Linked DNA regions of Mus musculus: regions 1, 2, 3, 4 and 6 are each linked to region 5. A link is a contact called in public HiChIP or PLAC-seq and promoter capture Hi-C data. All regions are on one chromosome and are shown on one strand. Each heading gives the region's core, a stretch centred on a gene start, on an enhancer-like site or on the middle of the called end of the contact. The rest is flanking DNA. Distances are from core to core; before and after follow the strand shown. Region 1 holds the start of Cxcl10 (chemokine (C-X-C motif) ligand 10). Region 2 holds the start of Naaa (N-acylethanolamine acid amidase). Region 3 holds the start of Sdad1 (SDA1 domain containing 1). Region 4 holds the start of Stbd1 (starch binding domain 1). Region 5 holds the start of Ccng2 (cyclin G2). Region 6 overlaps Scarb2 (scavenger receptor class B, member 2).

Evidence for each region. Promoter capture Hi-C pulls out the DNA fragments that hold promoters and counts their contacts. HiChIP or PLAC-seq counts read pairs in DNA pulled down with a chosen protein or histone mark. Capture Hi-C pulls out chosen DNA fragments and counts their contacts.
Region 1: an H3K27ac HiChIP or PLAC-seq map of microglia shows a contact between it and region 5, with 5 times the contacts expected there. The contact joins the promoter of Cxcl10 here to the promoter of Ccng2 in region 5. A contact is called at or near these places in 1 of 39 promoter capture datasets (the 3T3-L1 cell line) and 3 of 115 datasets of contacts at active chromatin or transcription factors (microglia, pancreatic cancer cells and thymic regulatory T cells).
Region 2: a contact with region 5 is called in a promoter capture Hi-C map of liver. The contact joins the promoter of Naaa here to the promoter of Ccng2 in region 5. A contact is called at or near these places in 2 of 39 promoter capture datasets (cranial neural crest and pre-B cells) and 2 of 9 other capture datasets (adipose tissue and liver).
Region 3: a contact with region 5 is called in a promoter capture Hi-C map of pre-B cells, with 3 times the contacts expected there. The contact joins the promoter of Sdad1 here to the promoter of Ccng2 in region 5. A contact is called at or near these places in 5 of 39 promoter capture datasets (the C10 cell line, hippocampal neurons, liver and 1 more), 1 of 115 datasets of contacts at active chromatin or transcription factors (astrocytes) and 1 of 9 other capture datasets (liver).
Region 4: a contact with region 5 is called in an H3K27ac HiChIP or PLAC-seq map of microglia, with 7 times the contacts expected there. The contact joins the promoter of Stbd1 here to the promoter of Ccng2 in region 5. A contact is called at or near these places in 6 of 39 promoter capture datasets (cranial neural crest, frontonasal cranial neural crest, hippocampal neurons and 3 more), 1 of 484 Hi-C or Micro-C datasets (muscle stem cells), 3 of 115 datasets of contacts at active chromatin or transcription factors (the NIH/3T3 cell line, extraembryonic endoderm stem cells and microglia) and 1 of 9 other capture datasets (adipose tissue).
Region 6: a promoter capture Hi-C map of the 3T3-L1 cell line shows a contact between it and region 5, with 5 times the contacts expected there. The contact joins the enhancer-like site here to the promoter of Ccng2 in region 5. A contact is called at or near these places in 5 of 39 promoter capture datasets (the 3T3-L1 cell line, cranial neural crest, hippocampal neurons and 2 more), 1 of 484 Hi-C or Micro-C datasets (muscle stem cells) and 5 of 115 datasets of contacts at active chromatin or transcription factors (bone marrow-derived macrophages, embryonic limb bud, microglia and 2 more).

The regions. Positions count from the first base shown.
Region 1 is chr5:92,347,437-92,351,933 of GRCm38.p6, reverse strand. Cxcl10 (chemokine (C-X-C motif) ligand 10) reads left to right here and starts at 3,045. Exons shown (of 4, transcript NM_021274.2): 1 at 3,045-3,180; 2 at 3,719-3,845; 3 at 4,040-4,129. The coding sequence starts at 3,120. It also overlaps a transcript of Art3 not described here.
Region 2 is chr5:92,276,922-92,281,351 of GRCm38.p6, reverse strand. It overlaps Naaa (N-acylethanolamine acid amidase), which reads left to right and starts at 3,171. Exons shown (of 11, transcript NM_025972.4): 1 at 3,171-3,440; 2 at 4,269-4,430. The coding sequence starts at 3,220.
Region 3 is chr5:92,307,434-92,311,898 of GRCm38.p6, reverse strand. Sdad1 (SDA1 domain containing 1) reads left to right here and starts at 1,875. Exons shown (of 22, transcript NM_172713.2): 1 at 1,875-2,107. The coding sequence starts at 2,018.
Region 4 is chr5:92,600,391-92,604,922 of GRCm38.p6, reverse strand. Stbd1 (starch binding domain 1) reads right to left here and starts at 1,872. Exons shown (of 2, transcript NM_175096.3): 1 at 1,586-1,872; 2 at 1-41. The coding sequence starts at 1,814.
Region 5 is chr5:93,265,252-93,269,559 of GRCm38.p6, reverse strand. It overlaps Ccng2 (cyclin G2), which reads right to left and starts at 1,987. Exons shown (of 8, transcript NM_007635.4): 1 at 1,763-1,987; 2 at 801-938; 3 at 158-295. The coding sequence starts at 938.
Region 6 is chr5:92,484,827-92,489,817 of GRCm38.p6, reverse strand. It overlaps Scarb2 (scavenger receptor class B, member 2), which reads left to right. Exons shown (of 12, transcript NM_007644.4): 2 at 4,464-4,621. Among named protein-coding and RNA genes, the nearest start is that of Scarb2, 18 kb to the left of the region's middle. Within about 2 kb of position 2,902, at least 90 of the 459 cell types and tissues checked have an H3K27ac peak or open chromatin away from gene starts, as enhancers often do. A contact at or near this core is called in microglia, muscle stem cells and thymic regulatory T cells, where this site is marked.

The DNA.
Region 1 (4,497 bases), core at 1,796-4,295, 920 kb after region 5:
CCAGGCACTGGGACACGAATGTCTTGGATAGCCACCCCAGTTGTGGGACAGCCCACACCAGCAAGGAACAGACTTTTTAGTTTGCATCTTAGGGTGGGCATGGTGGCACAGGCCTTTAATCATAAGCATTGGGAGGCAGAGGCAGGTGGAAGGGTAACTCTGAGTTCAAGGCCAGCCTAATGTACATTGTGAGTTCCAGGACTCCCAGGGCTACATAGGAAGACCCTGTGTTGGAAAACCAAAATAGTAATAGTAATAATAATAATAATAAAAACAATTTGCCTTAATCAGATTTGCTTAGCATAATCAGCTCTCCAAAATCATGCTTACTGAGGATAATTGGGGACAATGGGTGTTCTGAGCCTGCAAAACTCAACTCCAGGTCCTACCCAGTGGTCACTACCTCATGTCACTCTTCCATGTTTCTAGACTGGCTGGTTGGTGTCCTCTGTATTTGTGTTTGTGTCTGTGAGTGTGTGTGTGTGTGTGTGTGTGTGTGTGTGTGTGTGTATGTGTGTATCTTGTGTGTGTCTGTGCGTGTGTTTGTGTCTCTGTGTGTGGTGTGTGTCTGTGCGTGTGTTTGTGTCTCTGTGTATGGTGTGTGTCTGTGGGGGGGGGGGAAGGCACTTCTGTCTTGCATATGCTTCCCCTCCTGGTCATTTGTTTAAGCACACCTCACTCTTCTGTTTCGTTTGTCTTTGAGATGGGCTCTCTACATAGCCCTGGCTGTCCTGGAACTCACTATGTAGACCAGTCCAGTCTTGAACTCAAAGAGATCTAGCTGTCTCCACCTCCCAAGTACTAGGACTAAAGGTGTGTGCTATCACGTGCAGTCCGTAAGCACACTTCACTCTTGAGTGTGTGTGTGTGTGTGTGTGTGAGAGAGAGAGAGAGAGAGAGAGAGAGAGAGAGAGAGAGAGAGGGAGAGGGGAGAGGGGAGAGGGGGAGAGAGAGAGAGAGAGAGAGAGAGAGAGAGAGGGAGAGAGAGAGAGGGCTTCTCTACGTAACCCTAGCTATCCTGAAACTCACTACATAGACCAAGCTGTCCGGGAATTCGGAGGTCTACCTGCCTCTGCCTCCCAAGTACTGGAATTACTCTTACGGCTTACTTTTCCTCAAGGGTCTTCAAAGCACTTCTGACCATAGGGAGCGGACTCTTAGGAAATTCCATATAGATTCTTTTATTTCAGTCATTTGACATTAACTTTATAGTCATAAATTTTGATATTTTTTTACAGATCTGAATATGTTTGAAGAAATGTTCATTTTTCTCCTAGCCACAAAAATTCCATGACATGTATACCATACTTGCCATAATCTGCTATAATTCAGTGCAAAATGGCCTGTTCTAGTCAAAGGGCTGCTTTCAAGTACGAGTGACTATTTACTGGATACAATGTATGTATACTACAGTAACTTTCATTTTAGCATGAAATTCTGTGTAAAACAAGTCCAATTTAAACCCCTTCTAGGTGTTTAGTTCCAGAAACACCAAAGAAACATCAAAGATAACTTCAGCCAAGCAGACACAGGCAAGTCTGGAGCCTGAACCAAGGATCTGCTCTTTGGAGCCACTGCATAACCAAGTGTTTGAGAGCGTGGGCTACAGAGATGGAGTTTCTGGATTCCTAGAGGGTTGAATGAGGGAAAACTCTTGACTAACAGATGCTTAACACTACGCAATAGTTACTAAACTCTTTTCTCCTCAGTAAGGGACTATATATCCACTTGCTAACTGTTTTTTCTTAACATCCTCAAATCTGTTTTTCCTTCACATCTTGACTGAGAACTTGTACAATAACAAAATAAAATAAAACTGTCACCATGTATCTTTCTTTATTGTTTAATGTAAAACTGCTCAGCACCTCTTTCCACTCTAAAATTCTGAGGTTCCTACAGCGCAGCGTCTATTCTGCAGAAGCAGGTTGGGAGAGACTGCTCATGGCGTCCTCTCACAGTAGCCTTCTCCCAGCAGAAGGTTGCAAAACGAAAGTCTCTTGGCTTGTCTCTGCCCCCATTCCCTTCTGTCTGTCCTTCCAGATTCCACGGCTGTCCCGTGATTTGCTCCCTTGAAAGCTTAGCTCTGTTCTAGTCCTTGGACTACATCAATGTGGATTTTGCTCTCTAGAAATTTCTATCTTTCCCAAGCAGCAACTCCCTTCCTGTTCTGGTGACAGCTCCTGTTTCCCAGTTCCCGTTGGTGGGTACAGGTTTCACTCTTGGCCTCTGTTGTCAAGTTTTGAACCGGTACACTCCAGGCTCCTGTCCCATTCCCAGGATGAGTCACCTCCATCCCCTTCATCACTGTCACCTCTATGCGAGATCTATGTAACCTCACCTACTCTTCCAGGTCCCAGGTATCTGCTGCCTTGGGTGCTGTGCAGAGTGACATCCACACTCACTTTCATCCTTGACCCTGTAACCACACACTCACAAAGAAGACAATCAAAGCATCCCTGAGAGAATCAGCACGGGGCAACAATTAGCTTTGCAATTCCTCTTGTAACTTGTAAACATTAGTGTGACACTTCCGGCTTCTGTTCTGAATGCCTGCTCTAACTGTTCACTAAGTTGTATAGACTTTGGATCTGGCTAAATTTGGCGTGTGATTTTTTTTTAAAGTTTATTCCAAGTATTTTATAATAAAGCATATGAAGTAAAAAGCAAAAATAAACAGTGTAAACACAACAAATGTAAAAACCATGGTTAGAACCTGACTTAGATATCAGTTCTGTGTTTTATTTATGAGAGAAGGAAGATGAGAATTAAAGCCATTTCCAGACTTATTCTGCAAGGCACTGCATCTGATTTCTCAAACAGCTCACGCTTTGGAAAGTGAAACTTACCTCACTCGTTAAAAATTAAAAGGAGCACAAGAGGGGAGAGGGAAATTCCAAGTTCATGGGTCACAATAAACACAAGCAATGCCCTCGGTTTACAGGGGACTTCCCTCGGGTTGCGGAGCCTTGCTGAGTCATCTCCAAAGTCAGCCAATCAGGACTCAGGGAGGGAAACTCTTTGCAGATAAATACTCCTCAGCAGCCGGCACTCGAGAAGCGCTTCATCCACCGCTGAGAGACATCCCGAGCCAACCTTCCGGAAGCCTCCCCATCAGCACCATGAACCCAAGTGCTGCCGTCATTTTCTGCCTCATCCTGCTGGGTCTGAGTGGGACTCAAGGTAAGGGACACCAAGGCCATTTAATTAACGAAGTCAGAAGTCAGACGATTAAGCTCAGTTCTAAACACAGCATGTATTTAAGCTTTAATGTGTGTACCTATAAAGAAGAGGGAAGCAGGAAGAAATCCCTTCAGCTTGCAGAGTTTATCATAGGCTGGTTGAAGTCAGAGAAAAATAGAATAAAAGCAAAGGAACGAAGAAGGGAAGAAAGGGAGAAAAGGAGGAGGGAGGAGGAAGAAGGAGGGAAGAGAGAGTCAGGAGAAAGGGCGAAAGAGTGGGATGGGGTAAGGCACGGATGCCTCCTTGCCTGAGCCTAACCAATACTGTGAGCAGTGCATAAATGCAGGATTTCGTAACTGACAAGTTGCAGATCTCTCTTTACCATGACCAAGATATTCAAACACTCAGCCCTATGATACGATGGGATGCGTCTCTCCACAGATCAGACAGGGTCTGCTAAACACTACCTCATCCATTTTAAGTGCCTAAAATGAAACCGTGTGCTGACCTTCCTGGCTCTCCCCCTCTCTTCCTGCAGGGATCCCTCTCGCAAGGACGGTCCGCTGCAACTGCATCCATATCGATGACGGGCCAGTGAGAATGAGGGCCATAGGGAAGCTTGAAATCATCCCTGCGAGCCTATCCTGCCCACGTGTTGAGATCATGTGAGTACAAGCCCACCTGCCGATAAACGTCCCTCCCGTAACCACACAGTAAATAAGTGAGGGAAACCAGGAAAGATAGGGACGGGTCTGTGACTCTAACTAAGGCACAGTGCCTGAACTCTGACATGGACCTGCAGGGCCATCAGCTCTGTTGGCCTGACGTTAATCTGAGTATCTCACTCTTATTTCTATAGTGCCACGATGAAAAAGAATGATGAGCAGAGATGTCTGAATCCGGAATCTAAGACCATCAAGAATTTAATGAAAGCGTTTAGCCAAAAAAGGTAGGTTTGATGTTGCTTTTTCAGGAAATGGTGGTCTGGGGAGCAGCGCCTGCCCTGGGCTTTGCTGTGGGGCATCTGCCCTAAACTCATGGCACCGGCATGTGCCTTTGTCTCTCCATTTACACAGACACTGAGGTGCCTTCTTAGGTCATACATTCCTAGTGTCTAGAAGTGGAGCAGTTATTATACCTGTCACGGGTAAAGCTGCCAAATGCCCACCCCCCCCCCACTTCCTCACTTAAAAAAAAAAAAAACAAAAAACACACAAACCCATTCTGTCCCCTCAACCCCCACCCACCCGTGACCCATGGAGATTGTGTAGCAGAGGAAAATGCACCAGGCCTTTTGCCCCAGGGTCTTTGGGTTCC
Region 2 (4,430 bases), core at 1,922-4,421, 990 kb after region 5:
AGCATATACAAACCCCTGGTTTCAGTTCCCAATACCACACAAGGGCTGGCATGGTTATACACTCCCATGTTCCCAGTACCTCACAGCAAGCCTGAAGGCTGCCTGGGGTACACAAGACCCCACTCAAAAAAAGTGTCACAACACTAAGGACACTTAAACTTAGCAAACTTTACAACCACATCACGGTATACACTAAGCAGGGAGCATGCAGTGTGGAGCCACAAGTAGTGAACTCCTAGATGCTGTTGGGTGCTGGACAGTCAGTGGTATGCATTTGGCAACTTGCTACCCTGGTGATGGAAGGCAGAAGCTCCGGAGTATAGACTGTAAATTCATAGCCTGCTCCGTCTATGAAGCAAGTTCCAGGTAGTATGGCTCTGTCTCGAAAGCAGAATTCCAAGGTGCAGTATATGTGTCCACCAATGCACACATGGAATCTCTGAGAAAGTCTTTCACTGAAACTGAAGCTCACTGATTGGCTAGGCCAGCCTGCTAATGGTCCCTGAAATCCACCTGTCTCTCCCTCACCTGCCACCCCAGCTCTGGGAATAGACATGAACATGTGTAGGGCAGGAGGAATGGCTAGAGATTGAAACTCAGGTTCTCATGCTTAAACATCAAGTGCTTTACCCACTGAGCTATCCTCCCTCCCCAGCCCATCCCCCAAAGCTCTTAGTGGCACAGAGGGTAGTGTGGAGGGGAACACATTGGTGTCTTCATCAACTCATATGCCAACAATTTGGGGAAATTATCCCAGAATGAAAAGAAGCTTAAGCTATATCTCAATTTTAATTTTTTAATGTACAAGAGTATATGTGTGTGTGTGTGTGTGTACTCTTCTACATATGTTATTTCTATAAAGTCTTAAGATTGTTCTTTGAGGGGCTGGTGAGATGGCTCAGTGGGTAAGAGCACCCGACTGCTCTTCCGAAGGTCCAGAGTTCAAATCCCAGCAACCACATGGTGGCTCACAACCATCCGTAACGAGATCTGACTCCCTCTTCTGGATTGTCTGAAGACAGCTACAATGTACTTACATATAATAAATAAATAAATCTTTAAAAAAAAAAAGATTGTTCTTTGAATGCAAACAGAGTACTGTTAAGAAAACAAGCCAATCTTTAAGTAACGGTGGTTTTCCCTTGAGGCACATACAGTCTTGGTGTTTCTTCTATAAATAAAACGGCCATGTGGAAATGGTTGCTGGATGTGAGTGGAAAGGATATATCTGAGTGACTTCTTTTTGCCTGCTTTGGACACTTTGGTAACTCGTATGTTAAGCATTTATATACATTTATATAAAGCATCCTTTGCAGAATCAGGAACAGCTCTAGTTCCGCATCAGCCAGAGGCAGTTGGAACAGGCCTGCTAATCCTAAATCAGCATCAAAGGGGCCTTAAAAGGAAATTGGGCCAAGTTGTAAAACAGAAAGGCAAAATGGGAACTGCCATTCCAGGAAGGGCTGCAAGAGTGGAAGTTTAAAGGAATCACTAGGGAAGGAAATTCGGAGTAAAAATACAGCTTCCTGTTTCAGGGGTACTGCACCTTTTTTTTTTTTAAGGTAAAAACATTTGAAAGATTTATTTATTTAATGTATATGAGTACCCTGTAGCAGACACTCCAGAAGAGGGCATTGGATTCCATTACAGATGTTTGTGAGCCACCATGTGATTGCTGGGATTTGAACTCAGGACCTCTGGAAGAGCAGTCAGTGCTCTTAGCCACTGAGCCATCTCTCCAGCCCAATAAAAACACTTTATAATCACGACTTTTTAACATACAAATATATAGAGCACAAGGAAACATTTACCAATCCAATGTTAATATCCTGGCTTTTTTGTTGCTTTTGTTTTATAAGTGAAAGCATGAGAGGCTGGCTTTCTGGCTCACGCCTGTAATCCCAGTACCCAGGGCTCAAGCGGGAGGAGCAGGAGGGTGGGGTCAGTCTGGGCTATGTTCTGCCTACAGAGAGGAAGTTCAGTATAAGAAGAGAACCAAAAAGTGGAACTGAAGCACTCACCATGACCCCTCCCTCAAGTGCTGCTAATCTCAGATGTGTGTGTGTGTGTGTGTGTGTGTGTGTGTGTGTGTGTGTGTGCGCGCGCGCACGCTCCTGTGTGTGTCTTCAGCACAGTATTATTTAGTATCTTAAAATTTGGCATAGAGTATCAGTTTGTGCTTTTGCTGACTGTAACTCAGCATTAGCATGTTTGTGTGTGTGTTGTGTGGCGGTGCACGTGTGTGTGTGTGCACATGGAGGCTAGAGGCTGACATGGGGGTCTTTGTTACTTTCCACTGCAGGCAGGGATTTTTTCCTGAGGCAGCGTTGCTCTCTCACTGAACATGCTGCTCACTTGACTTGGGTGAGCTGAATGTGCAGTTTAGCTCCATCCCAGCAAGAGGCCACTGGGGTGGACTAGCCCTGGGGTCCTTCGGCCTGCTCACTAGCTCCATCCTCATGGCTTGTTCGGCTTGCTTTCTTATAGAACCCAGGATCATCAGGCCAGGGATGGCGCCACCCACAAAGGGATGGGCCCACTCCCATCGATCGCTTATTGAGAAAATGTCTTACAGCTGGATCTCATGGAAGCATTGTCCTCAACCGAGGCGCCTCTCTGACGGCTCTAGCTTGTGTTGACACAGAACCATCCAGTACACCGGCGCTGGTTGAAACAGAGTCTGAACTTTAGGTGTTTAAGTACAGCGCAATTTTAGGGAAAAGACGTTTCCTGGTAACAATTATCTCAATCTCATGTGCACAGTAAAGCTTACGGCATCTTAAGGACCTTGGGCAGGATCGGGTGTGGTCTTGGGCATACATATTTCATAGAGTCATCAAACTACAAAGTGCATGTGACATCTTCCGTAAGGATAGGTTCTATTGACTGAGAAACAATGCTTACGAGTCTGGGAAGTCTAGGATAGAAGTATAGTCTAGGGGGTTCGGGTGAGGTCTGGCCCTACGTATAGCACAAATCACCAGGTTATTAAGTACAACCACTCCCGGCCTTTTACACAGAGATGTGATACTGCCTCTAGCTGTGAGTGAGAAGCAGGCTTAATCCCGCTGGGGCAGGAGGCGGTGTCAGTGCTTGGGTTCCTGACCGGGTGGAGCGCAGGCCCCGCCTTCAGTGCCAGCACCGCCCCAGGCCTCCCACTCCGCCTCCCCAGGACAGCAAAGATTCATTGGTCCGGTGGTGGCCTCAGAAGCCGGAGCTATGGGGACCCTAGCCACCAGGGCCGCGTGCCATGGGGCACACCTGGCCCTGGCTCTGTTGCTGCTACTGTCGCTGTCCGGTCCCTGGCTGTCGGCTGTCGTCCCCGGGACTCCGCCTCTCTTCAACGTCAGTCTGGACGCGGCCCCGGAGCAGCGCTGGCTGCCGATGCTGCGGCACTACGACCCAGACTTCTTGCGCACCGCGGTGGCGCAGGTCATTGGGTGAGCGCGGGACTGGTCTGGTGAACTTGTAGTCAGGCTCTGCTCTTCCCTCGTTGCTGCACCTCTACCCTCTCACCGCTGCACCGCTGCCCTCCCCACTGCTCTGCGCAGCGCCCAGCGGGTGGCTGACCCAGCAAGGCCAGTTCGGCTCTCAAATTCGGAGCCTCCTGCGGCGCGCGCGTTTACCACACATTTTCCGGGTCAGGGTAACGCGCAAGGTGTCACCCAGTATGCTAAGCTGCAGCGTAGGGCATGCAGCCCAGGAAACTCCGCATCGTGGACCAGCCTGGCTGGCCTTACATGGAGGTTGGCACTGGAGGTAGTGGTGATTGCACTACCATTGGGTGTATCTCAGCCCTTATACTTTTCATTTCGAAAGTCTCGCTGGGAGTTTGACTATACATATATGAGTATATGGACAACATAAATTGGATTTGGTGGTTTGTTTTTGTTGTTGTTTTGTTTGTTTGTTTGTTTGAGGGGTAAGGCAAAGGTGGGAGGGTGGACTCGAGAGGAACGTGTGATCGGGTTGCATTGTATGAAATTCCCAAATAATGAATATAAATGTTATGATGTGAGAAAAAAAGAAAGAGATTCTCGCTGTGAAACATAAACTGCCCTTACAATCCTCCTGCCTCAGCCTCCTGAGTAGCTGGGATTACAGCCCTGCACTATCATGCCCACTTTATTCCCGCTGGTTTGAACGCTGGGAATGGAGCAGCTCTGAAAGTAATCTAGATTCCCAACATTCCTCCCGCCTCGTCCACGCATACGTGCACTGTCCATGCTCTGAGACGAGAAACAAACTTCGTACTTTTTCATTTCTAGCGACAGGGTTCCCCAGTGGGTACTCGGGATGGTCGGAGAAATTGTGTCGAAGGTGGAGAGCTTCCTGCCTCAGCCCTTCACCGACGAGATCCGCAGCATCTGTGACTCGCTCAACCTCAGCCTGGCTGACGGTATCTTGGTCAACCTGGCCTACGAGGCTTC
Region 3 (4,465 bases), core at 626-3,125, 960 kb after region 5:
AGCAATGTAGTGCCTATGAAGATGACCATGTTCTGCGGACGGCTGCACATCCAAAAATATACAAACGGCACAAACTGGACTTGATGAAGACAGAAAAGGAGAGGGAGGGGGAGAGGAAAGGGGAGGGGAAAGGAAAGGGAGGGGGAGGAAGAGAGAGAGGAGAGAGAGTGGGTCTGGGGGAGTTAGGGGAAGAGTAATATGATCAAAAACATATTTTAGGAAATTTTCAAAAAATTAAAATGTTGCTTTAATCTTATGATTAAAGAATTGGGAAAAACTTTAGAAGTTAGCCATCTACATTCCACAAACATTGACGGCCTCTGGAAGGAAAAATCCCCTCATAGAACACTAACGCCCTCACGAGCACTCTTGATCTAACTGTCCTCAGGACTTATCCAGATATGATTATAAATTTCTTTTGATTTGGGCTCTAACATGGTGTCAGGTAACCTTGGATGAAGTTGATCTAGGAAACTGCTTAGGTTACACAGAATAATAACACCTTGATTCATCTATTAGTGTAAGACTAGTTACCATCTACCGGGCAGTGGTGGCGCATACCTTTAATCCCGGCAGTAGGGAGGCAGAGGCAGGCAGATTTCTGAGTTCAAAGTCAGCCTGGTCTACAGAGTGAGTTCCAGGACAGCCAGGGCTACATAGAGAAACCCTGTCTCGAAAAAAACAAAACAAAACAAAAACAAAACAAAACAAAAACCTAGTTACCATCCAACAGCTGTTTTCCCCTCTGTGGTTAGAATTAAGAGAGTTGCCTGGGTGCGGTGGTGGCACACACCTTTAAGACCCAACACTCCTGAGGCAGAGTCAGATGGATCTCTGAGTTCAAGGCCAGCCTGGTCTACAGAGTGAGTTCCAGGACCGCCAAGGCTACACAGAGAAACCTGTCTCAAAAAACAAAACCAAACAAACAAACCAACACCAACAAAAAAACAATCTAACCTCCACCCCTGCTCTTTGCCATTCTCTAAAACATATTCTCTAAGCATACTCCTCATGGATTTTTTTCTTCTACCTTTAGTACAGCCTAAAAGAAAATGATTCTCATTTCTGACAAGGTTTTTGTTTTAGTGATGTGTGTGCAACTCTGTGTGGGTATGTGTGCTGTGAGCACAGGCACCTGCTGAGGGCACACATTTCTCAGGAGCTGGAGTTAACTATAGATGGTTGAGAGCCACCGTGTGTTGCAAACTGAGCCTGAGTCCCTACAGCAGTACCAGATCTTAGCTGCTAAACCATCTCCAGCCCCTAATCCTCATTTTATAATACAGGATCTCATGTATCTCAGGTTTCTCTCAAATTCCTATGTAACTGAGGATGACCTTGGAGTCTCAACCCTCCCGCCGCCTCTTCTCTGAGTATGCGGGTTGCAGGCATGAGCCAACACACGCAGTTTATGGAGAGCTGGAGAAGAAACCTAGGGTCTCCTATGAGATAGGACACCTGAACCAGTCCCCAGGCCCCTGCTTAATTTCTGTCGTTTTTCTTGAGACAGAGTAAGCCTCGGGCTTGCCCCAAACAAATATAATGCTCCTGCCTCAGCTTCCTGAGTACAGGGATTACAGTTGTATGCTGTCATACCTGAGTCCCATATTAATCCTCATTTATTTGGGCCACCATAAGAATGCTGAGCTAGATGGGGAGAACTGGGAGGAATTGGCGGAGGAAAAAGAACATGATCAAATATATTGTATAAAAATTGTTTTCAGTGGAAAAGAATGTTGAGATAAGGAAACCTGCTCCAGAGTTTGGTGACAACCAGTAGCGGTTGTCCACCGGCAGGGACCGATAGCGTGCAGACGCCTACAAAGAGTTGCAGCAGGGTGGTGAAGTTTGATCCTCTGAGCGTTCCGTAGCTCGGTCGGGCAAGCGGCGTGTCCCACGTGCCGTTTCCGGTTACACTGGGACCCACGAGTCTAAGCTGCCGCGGGGCCCGGGCTGCGACTGACAGAGGCGGACGTTTTCCAAGCACTGCTCGCCAGGGAGCCCACCCACAGCCACCATGTCCGGCAGGAACAACAACAAGCTGCCCAGCAACCTGCCGCAGTTACAGAACCTGATCAAGCGGGACCCGCCGGCCTACGTGGAGGAGGTGGGACCGGGATCCGGCTCCCCGGGATGCTCCGGTGTGCTTCCGGGGGCCTGGGGAGGAAACGGACGGGGGATGGAGATACGGGGGACGGGACATGCAGACCCCACCAACACTGAAACACACCCTAAAACCTGCTGCCTCCGGGTTTATCCGCCCGCCTCGCCGACGTGGGCCGGTAACGTCCGTTGGCCGCCTCAGAGCAAAAACTCGAGTTAGCCCCTAGCATACGATGAGTCGTGTGTTAAACATGCTTTCCACAGACGGCCTCTCCCGAGTGCCCCAAGCTCTGCCAAGAAGAGCAAGGAGTTCTCAGATGGCAGGGCCACCCCACAGTCAAGAGTGTAGAAGATGTAGTTAAGCCACAGTTCAAACTCCCTGGGAGTCACCCTGAGCTAGATTTGAAAAAAATGCTTTGAGGGAAATGTGCGGTCTAAAACTCTGTTAGGTCCAGTTTGTGAGGGGCATGGCATACTCCAAGTGTGTGAATTCATAAGAACCACGAAATGAAGGCCGTGACTTTGTACTCTTAACCTGGTAGATAGATTAAGACGCGCCTTTGCCTTTATTATTTGTCTTCTTACACACCGCCCTTCCCAATCCTCCCTGTCTCCCCCCCCCCCTTACTGGTCCCCTTCTCTCCTCAGACAGCCCCCACTTCACTTCTGTATACACATCACATTTATTTCAGTTCCCTGCATCCCTTTAAGGTCTCTTCTTCCAGAGCTGGGGAGTTGACTCAATGGTTAAGAGCACTGGCTGTTCTTCCAGAGGACCTGGGTTCAAGGCCCAGCACTTACATGATAGCTCATAACCATCTGTTGCTCTAGTGTTAGGGGATGCGACACCCGACTTCTGGCCTCTGGATACTAGGCATATGTATACACGCACATACAAGTAGGCAAGCTCTCAATACACATTAAACATAAGCTCTTACTGGGTTCCCCTTTCTAACTTGTGTCACAAACTAAATTGAAATCTGACTTTTGCTTCTGAGAGGAAACAGGCTACCTCTCTGAGTCTGGTTTAATTTCTTAACATCTTTCCTCCTGTTGTCATGGTTTCAGCTCTTGATTGGAAAAAACTAAATGCATGTACCACATTTTCACTACACATTCTGTTGATGGACTTAAAGGCTGGCTCTGCTTCTTGCTGCCGTGGTTCGTGCACCAGTAAACACAAATGTGCAAGTGTGTCTATGGTGTTTGATCAGAGTCCTTTTATTATAAACCAGGCCGTAGAAGGCCAGTTTTAGTTTGTCCATAGTGGTTCTACCATGGACATCCGCACCATGAGCTGTGTGTGTGCGAGTGTGTGTGTGTGTGTGTGTGTGTGTGCTCCCACTCTATCCCCACCAGTGGTGTGTGTGTGCATGTGTGTGGAGCGTGAGAGAGAAGGGGAATATAGTTTCTGTTTTCCCACATTTGCTGTCTGTCTTTTGCCTGCTGACAGCCATTCCGATGAGGTGAGATAGAATCTCAGATTATTTTAATTTGCATGTTGCACACTTTTTCACATAGTTACCGGCCTTTGTATTTATGTTGAGAGTTGTCAATTCAATCCTTTATAGTCTGTTTATTGATTGGAAGGTGTGGTTTGGTTTATACGGTTCTTGACGTATTCCACCTGCGAGCCTCCAGTCTGAGAGATAGCAGTGAAGCCTTCCTGACATTCTGGAGTTGTCTTCACTGGCCTGGCCCTGCTTTCTTTTTCATCGCAGACACCCCCTTTTCTCCGTTCTTTTTTTGTACTGTCCAAATCCTGTCAGTGGGTGCTTGAGACCGTTAGTTTTACAGCTGACCCAAAGCTCTGGTTCTATTTCTGACCTGCTGTGAAACCAAGGAAGGTTCAATAACAACCTTTGTATTTTAGTATTCAAGAAAGGTAATAGCCGCCTCCTCCATCTGCTTTAGTGCAGACACACACACACACACACACACACACACACTGCAGTATATTTGTAGACATTGAGAATACAGGGACAAGTAAGCAGATAATGGAGCCATGCCGTCTTTTGGACTCTCGTTCTTAGGAGGACGGTACCTGTGTAAGATAAGGCTAGGTGAGGATGTTAGAATAGAGACTGCAGACTGTTGAGGGAAGGGAAGCCTTTCCTGCAGTGGTAGTATTGGGCCAGGCAGGTCAGAGCGTTCCAGGCAGGAGAACAGGACTCACAGAAGCTGTCGTGGAAATAAATGAAGCAGGAACATTGTCACTTAAGTGTAGCGTGGGAAATGCGGTGAGGTCAGAGCCTTTTCGATAGTGGTAAGCGGTTAGGTTTTACTTCCGGTGTTTCTAGGAGCCGCTGAGGAGTTTAGATTATCCGGGTACCATGTAAGACAGTTTTTAGGGGTTTTTTTT
Region 4 (4,532 bases), core at 623-3,122, 660 kb after region 5:
GCTCTCAGAAATCAAATGTCCGTTGCTTTCTCGAAGATGCTCTAAGAAAGGAAAGGGCAGTAACATTAGGTGGTTCACAAAGGAAGACGCAGAAAACTTTTGCTCTTGTCTTTATTTCTATGTACAGTTCAAGGCTCTGTTTTAAAAAAAGCAAGTACCTATTTGAACATTCCCAACACTGCTCTAAGAGCACACATGTAGAGCCAACGATCAAAAGCACACTTGGGGAGTCTCAGCACACACCATGAGAGAGAATGAAGTGGCAAGTTGCAAAGTCTCCCACAGTCCAGACCATGTTGGCAGGTATCCAAAGTTAAGTCACTTGGCTCCTGTCATTTAAAGAAAAGAAGAAAAAAAAATGCTGTCCAAGGGTTGGGGCAGGAGCTTAGCACAAGGCCCAGCCTCACATGCTGGTGGCTTCTATAGAACAAAGGATTACATGGCTACCCTGCACCTGAGAGTACACCTGAACTCCCTGGCAGTGAATACAAGACGGGCCAGCTCCAGCTAACTGGAAAGCATAGCAGTCAGTGTGAAGAAAACCGAGAACAAGACTGAGTGGAGCTGGGGGGGGGGGGTGTGGTGGGGGTGGGGAGGGCTTGAGGGAAAAGTAATGTCTTCAACAAGCACAAGATTTTCCCATCCCACCCACCCTCCTTAATAAGTACATACAGTTATAAAAACTATTCTTAAAAGTATACTATCCAAGTTCTCTAAAACCCTGGCTTCATTCCTGGCGACCTCTCCTAGAAGCCTGACCGCCCTAAAACCATAAATCAGCAGGGGTTAGGAGAACTCTGCGCTACATGTTTGCCTCTTTTTAATGATGACCTTCAAAGTGAGATGTCAGCAAATATTACTCTGGAGTCCTAATTTTCTGAAGAACCTTTTATCAAAACCCAGCCGTGGGAAAGATTTTCACGTAGTAGCTACAAATGACCACCACTAAAAATAAGTTCTGCCAGGCAGCTGGGCAAAGGGCACAGGAGGTAAGGGTTTGTGCCAGTGCACACTGATTGCCTGATGCAGGGTCTCTAAAATGTAGATTTAAACTTAGGTGACAATTCTCATCAGAGTTCGATTCCCTAGTAGGCCACCACTTGTTCACACGCCAGCACAAAGCCTCAGCTACAGTGGCCTTCATGACCTAAGTCTAAGCTGAATTTTACTTTCCTGAAAAAGCTGCCCAGATAGTAGGAAGTGAGTGTTCATAAGCCCCAGATCTAAGGAGGGGTGTGGTATGTCAGCGACTGGGACTCAGAAGATGTCCCTCTCAGCTTCAGCAGGAACTGAAGAGTTGTGAGATGCCCCCCCCCCCCCAAGCCATCCTCGTACACTGCTCCAAGTGCGGCCAGGCGGAGGAGCCTGTGCCCGCTGAGGCGGCAGAAGCTGGGCGCGGCCTCTGGAGGACCCGCGTGGCCTCTCCAGGACAGGACAACCCCAGAACGCGATGAGGGCTGAAGAAGGTTCAGTCCGAGGTCGGGGAAGGTGGTCCACCAGAACCCACCCGCATGGCTCCAAGTGCCTTTCGTTTCCCCTTCCCCGGAGAACTTCAAAACAACTAGCTCGAGGGGAGGAAGAATACCTGCTTTGGAGACCAGCTCCCGATCGGAAGGTTCAGGGCTCAGGCCGCCACTGCCACCACCACCCGGACCGTCTCCCGGGGCCGCAGCCTCCCCAGGAGGTGCGCCCTTCTGCGGCGGCTCCGCAACCCCGTCTTTCCCCGGGGCCCCAGAGTCTCCCCGCAGCAGCCACAGGATGAGCGCTCCAGCTAGACCCCCGCCGACCAGCAGGGCTGACCAGACGGCGCCCATGGCTGAGAGAGGCTGAGGGAGACTACGAGCCCCAGTGCAGGGCTCCGCTCACCCGAACGGCCACACCCACCCCGCCCGCCCCATCCTTTTAAGGTTCTTGGCCGCCAGCCCAGCCTTCCACGGCCGCCGCGAATTTTCCTGGCCCCGCCTCCCGCCCCGCTCGCCCCGCCCCGCAACCCGGCTCTCGCCCACTCCCATCACCGCTGCCGGCCCTTCCACACCTGGTCCCGCTCCACTTTATCCCACGCCAGAAGAGCCCGGTTACGCACAGCTCCGAGCCAGGAGATGGGCGCCCGGAGCTCTGAGGCCGGAGAAGGCTCTCACTGGACGGTTAGCACAATTAGGGGTGGAGAGAGTAAGGATCGTGGGGAGGGCGCAGGGGCTTAGGGGAAGCTCCAATCCATCCCCAGCTTTCTCAAATCTCTACATAAAGGCCCACCACCTCCGCCAATCTTGTTCGCCTTTACCTCTGGGACCTCCTACACTCTTTTTTTTAAAAAAAGGTTCTAGACTAGCCTAGAAGTCTTTCCGTACCCCAGGCTGCCTCAAACTCGAAATTCTCTCCCGTTTCCAGTGGGGAGTTACAGGCTCTGGCGCTCTCTCTCTCTCTCTCTCTCTCTCTTCCTCTCTCTCTCTCTCTCTTCCTCTCTCTCTCTCTCTCTCTCTTCCTCTCTCTCTCTCTCTCTCTCTTCCTCTCTCTCTCTCTCTTCCTCTCTCTCTCTCTCTCTCTCTCTCTCTCTCTCTCTCTCTCTCTCTCTCTCGCCACGCGTGTTGCTGCACACCCACCCACCCAGCTGAACTGGATGTTGCCCAGACACGGAGCCCCTACAAGTAAATATTAATAAAGCAGCAACCCTTTATCAAAGCATCATATAGTCAAAGTGTTTTGTGTATGAACTTAAATTGGTCCTCACACAACAGAAATCCTGTGAAGGAAGGACCACACTGCTGTGCTGATGTGCACACTACTCAGGGTAAAGAGCCGGGTGTTTTACCTGGAGTCTTTCCTTTAAACACATACATCCTGTTGCTGAGGCCACAGCTGGAAAGTATATGCCTTGCAATTATTGCTAACATGGCTCCCTCTGGGAGGATCAATCACTCAACAGTGCACCTCGCTGGATCACTGAGATCACAAGAGATCACACATCTCCTGAGAGAGACTTCCTGGTGGGTTGCTCCTCTCTTGGCATAGGCTGCAACTGGTAGAGAGGTGGAGAACAGAGCAATACTGACTCCTGTTTTATTATTAAATTATTTAACTTTCAAATAGACTGTTGCTATACCTGTAGATCAGAGCATCACTCAGCCCTCCTCAGAGAAGCTGCTTCCTGCAGTAGAGGGGAACTAGCACAGAGACCCACAACTGGACCGTGTGGAGAGAGAGACTTTGGAGCTTTCAGTCCTAAATGGGATGACTTTTTTAAATTATCCCCTAAAGGCTCAGGGATCTAAGTGGAAGAGGAGGTGGATGGTGGAAGAAGGAAGCCAGGGGTAGTGGATAACTCCACCGAGACAGTGTCTGGCAGATACAACGGGACTCGAAACACTTACGCACTCACAGAGATTGTAACGACTTGAAAAACACCTGCAGAAGCCCAAACCAGAGAGAATCCCAGCACTGAAGGCAGTGGGGGGAGTGAGCACCAAGTCCCACCCCTGACCAAGAAGCCACTTGCAATTGCTGCCTGCTGGAAGGGGAAAATCCATTTTCTCCAATGGAGTCTCACTGGGTATATCAGCCACATTCTAGGAGTAGATGGTTGACACACACAAGCTCCAGGTTTCATTTGGGGATTTGTGTGTGTGTGTATACTTTTTGTTTTGTTTGATTTGGGGGTTTTTTTTTTTTGGTCTTATTAATTTTCTTTTTTTAAGTTTGTGTTTCTATATTCATTTTGGTTTTTGTTTGTTTGTTTGTTTGTTTGTTTTGTTGTTGTTTTTTTGTTTTGTTTTGTTTTTGAGAAGGGGGAGACATGAAGTTGGGTGGGTAAGAAGACAGGGAGGTTCTGGGATGAGCTGAAAGGGAGGAAAGAATATGATCAAAGTATACTTAAGATTAATTTAAAATTTTAAAGAATTTAAGATCCAAGCAAAGAAGTTACATAGATAGTCAGAAAAATGTAGATGACAGAGAGGTAGAAGAGGAGAGACACACAGATAATATAGAGAAGCATAATAAGAAGAGAAAGGATGGGTTGGAGAGATGGCTCAGCAGTTAAGAGCACCGACTGCTCTTCCAGAGGTCCCAACTTCAATTCCCAGCAACCACACGGTGGCTCACAACCATCTGTAATGGTGTCTGTCTTCTGGTGTGTCTGAAGAGTGTAATGGTGGTATACTCATATGTATAAAATAAATGAATAAATAAATCTTTTTTTTAATTTATATTTTTGTTTTTCAAGACAGGGTTTCTCTGTAGCCCTGGCTGTCCTGGAACTCACTTTGTAGACCAGGCTGGCCTCGAACTCAGAAATCTGCCTGCCTCTGCCTCCCAAGTACTGGAATTAAAGGCGTGCACCACCATGCCCAGCATAAATAAATCTTTAAAAAAAAAAAAAAAAAGAAGAGGAGAAAGGATGAGCTACCTGACAAACACATCCAATCAAACTCACTCAGGTGAAGACATCACTACAGCTATACTGAGTCACAAGCCCCTACATGATGCCTGTCTTCAAACTAGAGGCTAATAGAGCCAACTGCAACCATGTCAGACCT
Region 5 (4,308 bases), core at 738-3,237:
GCAGAACTCTGAGGTTGGAGGCCAGCCGAGTCTATAGAACTAGTTCCACAACAGTCAGAGCTACACAGAGAAACCGTGTATCAAAAGATAAAATAAAAATTAACAAAAAATAAAGATATAAAATATAATATGGATTTTATAAAAAGCAATTAAATACCTTCATAAGGGCCAAGAATCTATCCAAAATATTGACAGCCAGAACGAAAGTTTCAGTGCCAGATCCAAAGAAGTTAGTTAAACTTCTTAAATCTTCCACTTTGGCATTTCTCAGTCTTGAACACAAAGTGTTATCATTCTGAAATTAAAAACCAAGAATCAAAGTTTATTTTCTTAGAATGGAATAGAGGTGGTTCAAAACCTACTCTCCCTTTAGTTTTCCCCATTGTACACATGACCTCCTAAAGCTATCACACTACGTTCAGATAAATCACTACTTTTAAAATTTATCCAATACAGAACTTTAGCCAACTCAATATAACGTGAAGTGTTGCCCCACCCAAGGTAGTTACAGCAGAATGTGGGTTCCTTGATGAGGTTTTTCTGACACAATCTAAGATCCTATTAGAAATATTCTCTAGGAATTTCCCACCACCAGAAGAAACGCCTCTACAGTACACTTGGTATAACTTCCACATTCACTAAAAACAAAAGCAGAACCCTTTCACGTTTCACGTTTTTTCTTAGTACGGTGAGGCCAATTTTGGATTTAACTTTTTAGCCTTTGGTACTGATTTGGTACGAGGAAAACCAAAAAGTTACCTTCCCACCTTCCCCCAAGTCCTATCAATTCTCAAATTTACCTCCGGGGTAGCCTCCATCAAGATCAGCCCTTTTTCCCGAGGTTGGTATCTCTGTTCTTGTTCCAGGTAGAAGTTCAACAATCCGAAAAGCTGAACCCCTTCGCCACCTGCCAAGTGCTTGGCCCCCAAATCCTTCATCTGCAGCAAATACACCGCGGCCGGTTAAGAATATAATCCGGATACGTAGGGTGTGAGAGCAGAAGGAGCTGGCCGCGATCCCTCCAGCTAGGGGCGCCCCAGATCACGCAAGCCAGAACCGGGTGAGGGGGGGATCGGTCACGTCCGCCAGCCTCAGGGGAATCCTCCCCTAAAGACATGGAGGCGTGGCATGGGGGGGCAGTATCTCGGTCACCTCCGCTGGCCAGGGCTAGTTCTGATCAGCTCTGTGGCCGACAGCGTTTGACGTACAGGAAAAGTGTCCAAGAAGCGTAATGTCCCCTACTGTCCGCATCACCTGGACAGCACAGCAGGGACTTCTAACTAGACTCTAGGCCCTAGAGGAAAGCGGGGGACCGGAAGACTGAAGCCACCGAAGCGGGTTCTGGGGCGGGGCGTTGCACAATAGGAGAGAAGGGAGGGGGAGTCTCGAGACTGAACAAAGAACTGGAAGGAGGCGGCTTCGGAGCCCCGCCCCGGGAGCCCGTCGCGGAGCCCACCTCCAAGCTACCCCCGCAGCTTCTGCAGCTTTGACGAGCCCCGCAACTCGAGACAGGGCGGCCCAGTAGCTTGGGGGATGCTGGGGAGACAGTGGGGAGTCCAGTACGCCCGCAGCGAGCAGTAGCCTAATACTTGGGCTCAGTAACGGTGCGAAGCCCCGGGGCTGTCAACCCACCGTATAGCCTCAGAACACCCTGGAGCCCCTGTCAGTCCCTCAGCTGCGGCTGGGGGACTCCACCATCAAAGCAAACCGCGATCCAGACCCGGAGCCACCAAACCCAGAGCCACCCGGGAGGCCCACTCACCGTGTCGGCCCCGGCGTCACGGACCGGCGCGGCGGGGGCGTCCGGACCCGTCTCCGAGCTCAGGGACCAGCCTCCTCAGCGGCACCCCGAGACCCGCATCCGACCTCCCCGCCGCCGCCCGGCCTCACAGCCCCGGCTGCATCTTGCTCCTCAGCGGGGCTCAGCGCCCGCCCTGCACCGCCACCTCCTCCCGGCTCCGCCGCAGCCTCCGGAGCTGAGCAAACCCCTTGTTTTTGTTTTGAGTCTGCGACGCCCCCAAGGGGCGGGGCGCGTGACTGCGCGCGGAGGGATCCTCGCTCGCTCGCCCAGTGGATCTGAGAAAAAGAGTCCCTGCTCCGAGCCTCAGTTCCCAGCCTCTCTTGGCCCCTTCTGTTCCTCTTGGCCTTGCGGAGCCAGGATCTATGGTAGGGAGTGGAATCTGGATTCCAGCCTCATTTCAGAATGGAACCGGAAGGGAGCAAAGATGAGCGAGCCGATCGGAGAGCGGAAGGAGACAGTTTCTGGACGCCTCACACCTTTTAAAGGTCCCCCGATTTGTTTTGTTTTCGCTGTTTTGAAAAGTCCGCCCAAAGTAGCGGGCTCCCTGATTGGACAAGGGTGGGGCAAGCCGACTGCTGAGGACTTGATTTAATCTCGAATCTGGATTGGCTGGCCGACTGGCTGTTGCGTCCTCTGATTGGCTCTCAATATATCCCGACTCTCTTATCTTCTTCCGGGGCCTTAGCAACTCTGGGGTCTGGATTGCGCATGCTTGGGTGGGTGGCATTTGTGGTGCTCGGTTACGTGCCGGGGTCCACAGCTGCCTAGGAACTCTAGCTCAGTCTAGGCGAGGCCCGAGGCTGTCGCCTCTGGTCACACCCCGAAAATCCGAGGTCACATAACTCTGTAACAGCGTTTCCAGGAGTGCAGAAGGGCGTCCTGAACTTCTTAGTTGTACCACCGGTGTATTTTGCAATAAACAGTCAAGCTCTTAACATTCCAAGATGCTTACCGAGATAATTTTTTTTTAATCGATCTGACTCAGGAAAGAAAAAAAGCTAAATTCAACTAGTTGGTTACACAGCTGACTTGTTGAAGTTGGGCGGTGGGTAGTAGAGACTGCATTACAGAATTGTGAGTGCATTTGTGTGCCTTGAAATTTTTTTTCCATAATAAAAAGTTCAAAGGAGGGACCTTTCAATAAAAACTGCAGATTGATGAGGGTATATAGATATCTAATAAGTGTGCTTCTAGAGGTTATGGTTGTACTGTTTGCTTTTGGTTTTAATGAAGGCTCCCACAGCCTCTTGGTTCTTGATCGCCCATAAATTATCATTTATTGTCTATTATAATTAACGTTGTTATTAAGCTGACACCTCTCCTAAGGCAGAGCAAAAACCAAACCAACTAGATGCCTTAGGCAGGGCTAACTTTCACACGGAGTGGAGTATCTGTCGGGAGGCAGGAAAATTCCCTAGATTGTTTTGGTTTTGTTTGTTTGTTTTACTTTCTATTCCCTCAGATCTCTGCCTCCTAACAAACATGCAAATCGGTAACTTAGAGCCTTCATGAATTCTAAACAGCTAGCCTCTCCGAAATGAATTTTTTACTCTTGGGTGTGTTTTCTGTGAGTCACTTTGGAGCTTATAAACTACTAGAGGGCACCTAGTACCGCTTTAACAGCTGAAGAGTTACTCAAATAGATGGCTTTGTGTATTAGCTGGAAAGAGACTCAGACATCTGTTTGGAGCACAGAGCAGCAGAGGAAGAGAACACCAAAGGGCTAGCTAGCATTCCAGTTTCAGAGGGGTGTGGCCTTCTTGGTTTTAGAACATAAAATATTAGCATACCACTTAAATGATTTACAGGTTATATAATTTTATTCGAGGTGTGGTTGATCTTTTAAGCATTATTTAAATTATTACGTTAGTGACGTACATCTGGATGAAAGTCCATGCTTGTAAACTCGCACAGCAATTGGCGACTCGATGAGAGAATGGAGCTATGATTAAAGTTCAGACATATCTTGCAACAGGGGAAAAGCCCAGCTAACAGGGTCAGTGGTGAGAAAGAAACAACTGATGAGAGAAGTTTAGGAGCCGAACAAGAAGACTGGGGAGAGCTTTGTGTTCCAATGGCCAAAGGTAGAAAAGGAGCCAGGGCTATAAAATAAGTGATGTGAAAGAGGAAGTGTAAAAGAATGTGGCAGGAGATTTTATAAATAACATACTGTATGAGACAGAAAGGAAGAGAGCCAGCCAAGTGTGACGGCTGCAAACCCTGCACTTGGAAGGCTAAGGCAGGGGCATTGCGGTGAGTACAAGGATAGCCTAGGCTACAGAGTGAGACCTTGTCAGAAGGGGGAGAAGAGAAAGAAAAAAGAAAGCTTGAAGAAACCATCCTTTTCTTAGCCCTCTAGAGGGTATGAAGTTATACAAAACATACGCTGATTTTTACACGATGTGAATAGTCCTGCAAAGTGGGATGCTTTATACTGGTGAATTCGCTGACTTTCCACTTCCATCCATTTAACACTTTAATATGGAAAGACAGCAGCCCTTTAAAAT
Region 6 (4,991 bases), core at 1,653-4,152, 780 kb after region 5:
AAAACTGGAAATTCTTATCTTGTAGGACCTATACTTAAAGCTCAGATACAATGAGGCCTCTAGCACAGCCCCAGAGTCTGGCAGGTACCCAGTAGGCAGCTGGCTGTGCTGGCAGCGTGACTGTTTGTGAGCCGATGCAGGAAAAGATAAAGATAAAGACACACTGCTTTTAGAAATGTCGGCAGTTGCATATACAGCTTCTCTTTGCTCTCTTGTTCCCCCTTAGTCACATGCACAAAACACACATGGATGTACACACACACACACACACACACACACATGCACACATGCACACATACACATACACAGAAACATACAGATACAAACACACAGACGTACATGTACACATACATACACACATGCACAGACACATAGACACACATATTTAGACACACACACACACACACACACACACACACACACACACAAGGCCCAGGGCCTCTTCTGGGATTTACAGAGGGCTCCTTGACTAGCCTAACCTGCAGCTATATGACACAGAACAAACATACAAGAACTTTATAGAAACTGGGGGAGGTTTTGAGACTATGAAAGAGAACAGAACAGTGTATTCAGATGGCGTCGGTTCTAAGTAGTCAGGGCAGAGAGGTGCCATGGGTCAGGCTGACCACAGGGAGAACACCAGGGTGTGCCAGAGTCCGCTACCAACGGTGACGCAGGCAAGCTGTCAAGGACTGTTTCAGTGCTAGCCAGGAGTGTTTTCATTTGCTCTGTTTAAGGAGACGGGGTTTCTAAAGGCTTATTTTTATCCTAAACCTCAGAAAGACAAGTTTAGAGATGCCCGAGAAATCTGGCTTCCACCCTTTCTGGAAGGAGTTCTGCCTTCTTTCTTTCTGGAAAGTCCCCCCACTTTGTATTTTTTATACCTTGGGTTGCCAGAGCTGGCTGAAACCAAGTGGTATAAACCCAGCTGCTTACCCAGCTGTTCAGCTCTCCCTTGCAGGAGGTTCTGGGGGGGGGGGGTTGTAATTTTGTAGATGATCTTTTTAACATATAAGTGAGATCCCAAGTCCTTTCTTCTCTGTACAGAACTTCCCTCCCCCATGCTGGACCATAGCTGGCCTCCAGGTGAGGCCCTCTGCTCACTGGCTGATACGGCCACTCCTAGGCACCCCCACTTCTCCTGACACTGTTCTCTAGCCTTGACCACTCCTCCCAGGGAATGAAACTTAAGCCTAACCCTTGAGACTCCTGCAAACAAAACATCCCTATTAGCTTTTGCCCTTGGCAACAGTCCCTTCTCCATTTACAGTAATGCTTTCAAGTAGCCTCTCCAGACCCAAGCCAGATTTGTGTTGCCCACTCCCAACTCCTCCAACCCTCCAACTTCCAGGAATTGAGTTTAGAGCCTTCCACGTGCTAGGCAAGGTAAATGCTACACTGTTTCGAGAAGTCAACAGCCAACTCAGCTGGTTACATGCTGAAGAGCTGAATTTTCCGGTTTAGTTTGCTGATTTCATCCCTAATGACTTCCGTTATTAGGTGTTTCCTGTGCTGACCACTCCATTCTTTGTTTTGTTTTGTTTTTTTCGAGACAGGGTTTCTGTGTGTAGCCCTGGCTGTCCTGGAACTCACTTTGTAATGACCACTCCATTCTTAAGTGATACCTCTGTGCTGTCCAATGGAAAGTACAGGTTTCTTCCAGTACAGGTTTCCTCGGGGCGTTTGTGGAGAAGAAACAGTTATTGCCCTGCCTTTTTCTAGAAAGTTTTGGACCAGAAAAAGCGATCTCTGGAAGATGAAGTAATTATTATTTCCAGGTTCTCCACTCTCATAATTCCAACACTGGTTTAAAGTAGCTTAAGTTCCTGGTACAGTTTCTAGGCATTGGATGAATAGTTTCTGATAGACTGTCAAAAACCGTATACGAGAGATGTATAGGAAGAGACGTTCTTGTAATTCAAGTGTATACCTAGTCTGCTTTCTTCAGCTTACTGCCCCTCTGCCCTCAGCTAGTTTAGGCTTGAGGTCAGGAAATAAGATAAAGCCAGATCTTAGCCAGGCCTGTAATCCCAGGATTTGTGAAACTAAAGCCAGTCTGGGCTGACTCAAGGCTAACCTGTGTAACTCAGTGTTTCAAAATAACAATAATAATAATTAAAACTTTTATTCAGAGCTGGAGATGTAGCTCAGTGGTTGAGTGCTTACCTAGTTTCCCACAGGGCCCTAAATTCAATTCCCAATACCTAATGGGTGAGAAAAAGAGTCACAAAGCTTTTAAATACCTACTTCTAACATGGACAGAGAGTTCCTGCCTGGAGAGGATGAGCCTTGCCAAGCAGACGCTAGAGCAGGACCTCAGAAGCTGGAGGAGCCAAGGAGTCATGTGATTTGTTTCTGCATTTCTATTCCATCAGTCACATCTCAACCCACTGACTTAGCAAGTTATTAGATAGAAACGACGGCTGGACCTCCGTGCCTTAGAGGAGGTGACACAGATACGCCATTTATGCCTGAGCTAGCCAAGTCACTTGTTCACCTTACTTTGACAAGTAGTAAGTCTCTGCAGGTAGCTCTGTCCACTCTAAGCAGCCGCTTCTCTGACTAAAGCTGACCGCAACATCATTTCCTGGGCATAGACATAATTATTTAGAAGGCAGCTGGACACATGTCTGCTAGCTTAAAAGACACCGGGAGTTTTGGCACCAGGGCCTATGCCTTCCAGGCTAGGAGTTTTGGCAGGTTTACAATGCCAAATATGAATTCTGTCTTGTGGAGCAGGCTTCAAATCTAATCAGAAAGTGGTTGGTTATTCCCCTAACAAGCTTGCCACTATTGCGCCAGTAGGTGAAATTTTGCTTGGCCAGTCAGTGACACTCAGGGGTCACATCTGAGTAAGACTGTTGGGTAATTCTTCTTCACTCTGGGCTATTGGCTCTAGCTAGCAGTGAGGGAGCCTCTGGCCCTATTCCACGGTGATTTCTCCATCCTGTGACTGAAGCATATGTTCTCACTTAGTTCTGTTAGGCAACCAAGAGCAGTAGCAGTTGTCTGTATTGTTCTGGAAGCCTCAGAGGTCTCCCCGAACAACAACTCATAGGGAGGTAGCCCAATTCTGACACTGGATTTTCATTTAATAACCTATGGTTTCTGGGAGCATTTTATTCCTATGTTTTTGTTCTTATAAGGAAACTAGTCATATTGGTTCCCGAGTTCATTACCTCATCTAACCTCAGTCACCTCTCTAAAAAAAAAAAAAATCCAGTCTTCAAATATGCTCACATACTGAAGATTTGGAATTAGGACTTAAAAAATATGAATTTGAGATATGGGGATATTAGCCCATGACATAAGTAGGAAGTAGAGGAAGGATTGTGGGAAATAGAAATTGTCTACAGTAGTCATGAAACTCAGTTTGTGTTTGAGCCAGAGGCAGCCATCTCTATAGACATGTCAGGGGTTGACTATGGATGCATGTACAGCTCCTGATGGTGGAGTTACTGGGTGTCAAATGGAAGACCAAACCAAACAAAGCTGGTGTTAACTTGTCTGTCTGATTCTTAGGCTTAATGACAGTGAGACCTGTTAATGTCAGATACAACCATGTTCTCAAGAGATTGCAAGTGATTGCCCAAGAAAGAATTAAAATAAGCAAGCAAGGAGGGCAGACTTTGACAGGCACCTGGCATGTGCTTTTGCTGTGGAGGGTGGACTCCTGATGTGGGCCCCTGAGATGGGTAAAAGCAGGGCGAGAGCCTGGCCACCCTGCCCTCCCTTTGCGCCTGCATGTCTTCAGGTCAGATTCTTGCTGACTCTGCACAGGACAGACATGATCATCCCCGAGGAGTGTCTCTCTGCCCTTCCTAGCTCAACCCCTGCAAGGCTCACCTACTCGAAGATGAGAACCAGGTTGTGTGACAGAGTGGCTACGGCTCAGAGTTTGGTAGGAACCAGGTTGATTCTGCAATTAACTTACCAACAGATTGAAGTACTTGGCAGGGTCAGATCTGCAACAAAGATGGGCAGAGCCACTCCCGTTCTTCCTCTATTTAAACTTAAAGTTTACCGGGAATAACGGTGGATGCCTGTAATCACTCAGTGGTTGAGATAGAGGACTGCCTCAAAGGACCAGCCAGAACTACATAGGGAGCTTCAAACCAGCCTGGACTTCATTCAGAGTGCGTTAAAACCAACCTAAACCCCACATTTCTAAAGATCTGTCAAGACCCCAGTGATGAGCTCAGAGTCCTAAGACTCCTTTAGATGTTCCGCTTCCCAACACATTGACTATATCTTTCTCTGCTTTTCACAGTTGCCCTTCTCTTTAGTTCATGGATCGGGACATGTTGCCACCACAAGCTTCTTGTGGTTTCTGGAATCTGGGCTTCTGCTTCCAAACTCCAGTTACAGGATAGGAAATGTCTATCCCATGTTCTTTCTAGCCCATGTTCAGAAGCAGTGGCCTTACCATTTTGTAAACCTGTTTGTTTGTTTTCCTTCCTCAGAATATGGTATTACAAAATGGCACCAAGGTCTTTAATTCCTGGGAGAAGCCCCCTCTACCTGTGTACATCCAGTTTTATTTCTTCAATGTCACCAATCCTGAGGAGATCCTCCAAGGAGAAATCCCCCTACTAGAAGAAGTGGGGCCATACACCTACAGGTGAGTCCCTCTTCACTGTTGAACTGTCCTGGGATCCCTGGGTTGTGCCAGCGCAGCTGTGCCAGGACAGACCTGGGGGCTTACTGCTTTGGTTCTGTTCTGCCTGCGGCTTTGCTCTTGTCTGGGGAGTTTCCGCAACAGAGCTCTGTGGGCGGGGCTTCGTCCCTGCCTGCGTGCTCAAGAAGGCTGCCCCTTCCTGTCCTCCACAGCTGCTCTCCACCTCTGGCCTTTTAAGGTCCCCCTCAGACTTTGGCGACTTTTAGGGCTCCCTCCAATTCCCTTCCACACATACAGTTTTAAACCAGTTTCTAGAATTCACTGTTGATCTGAGATGTTTTCTGATTCCCATTCATTCTTTTTTTTTTTCTAA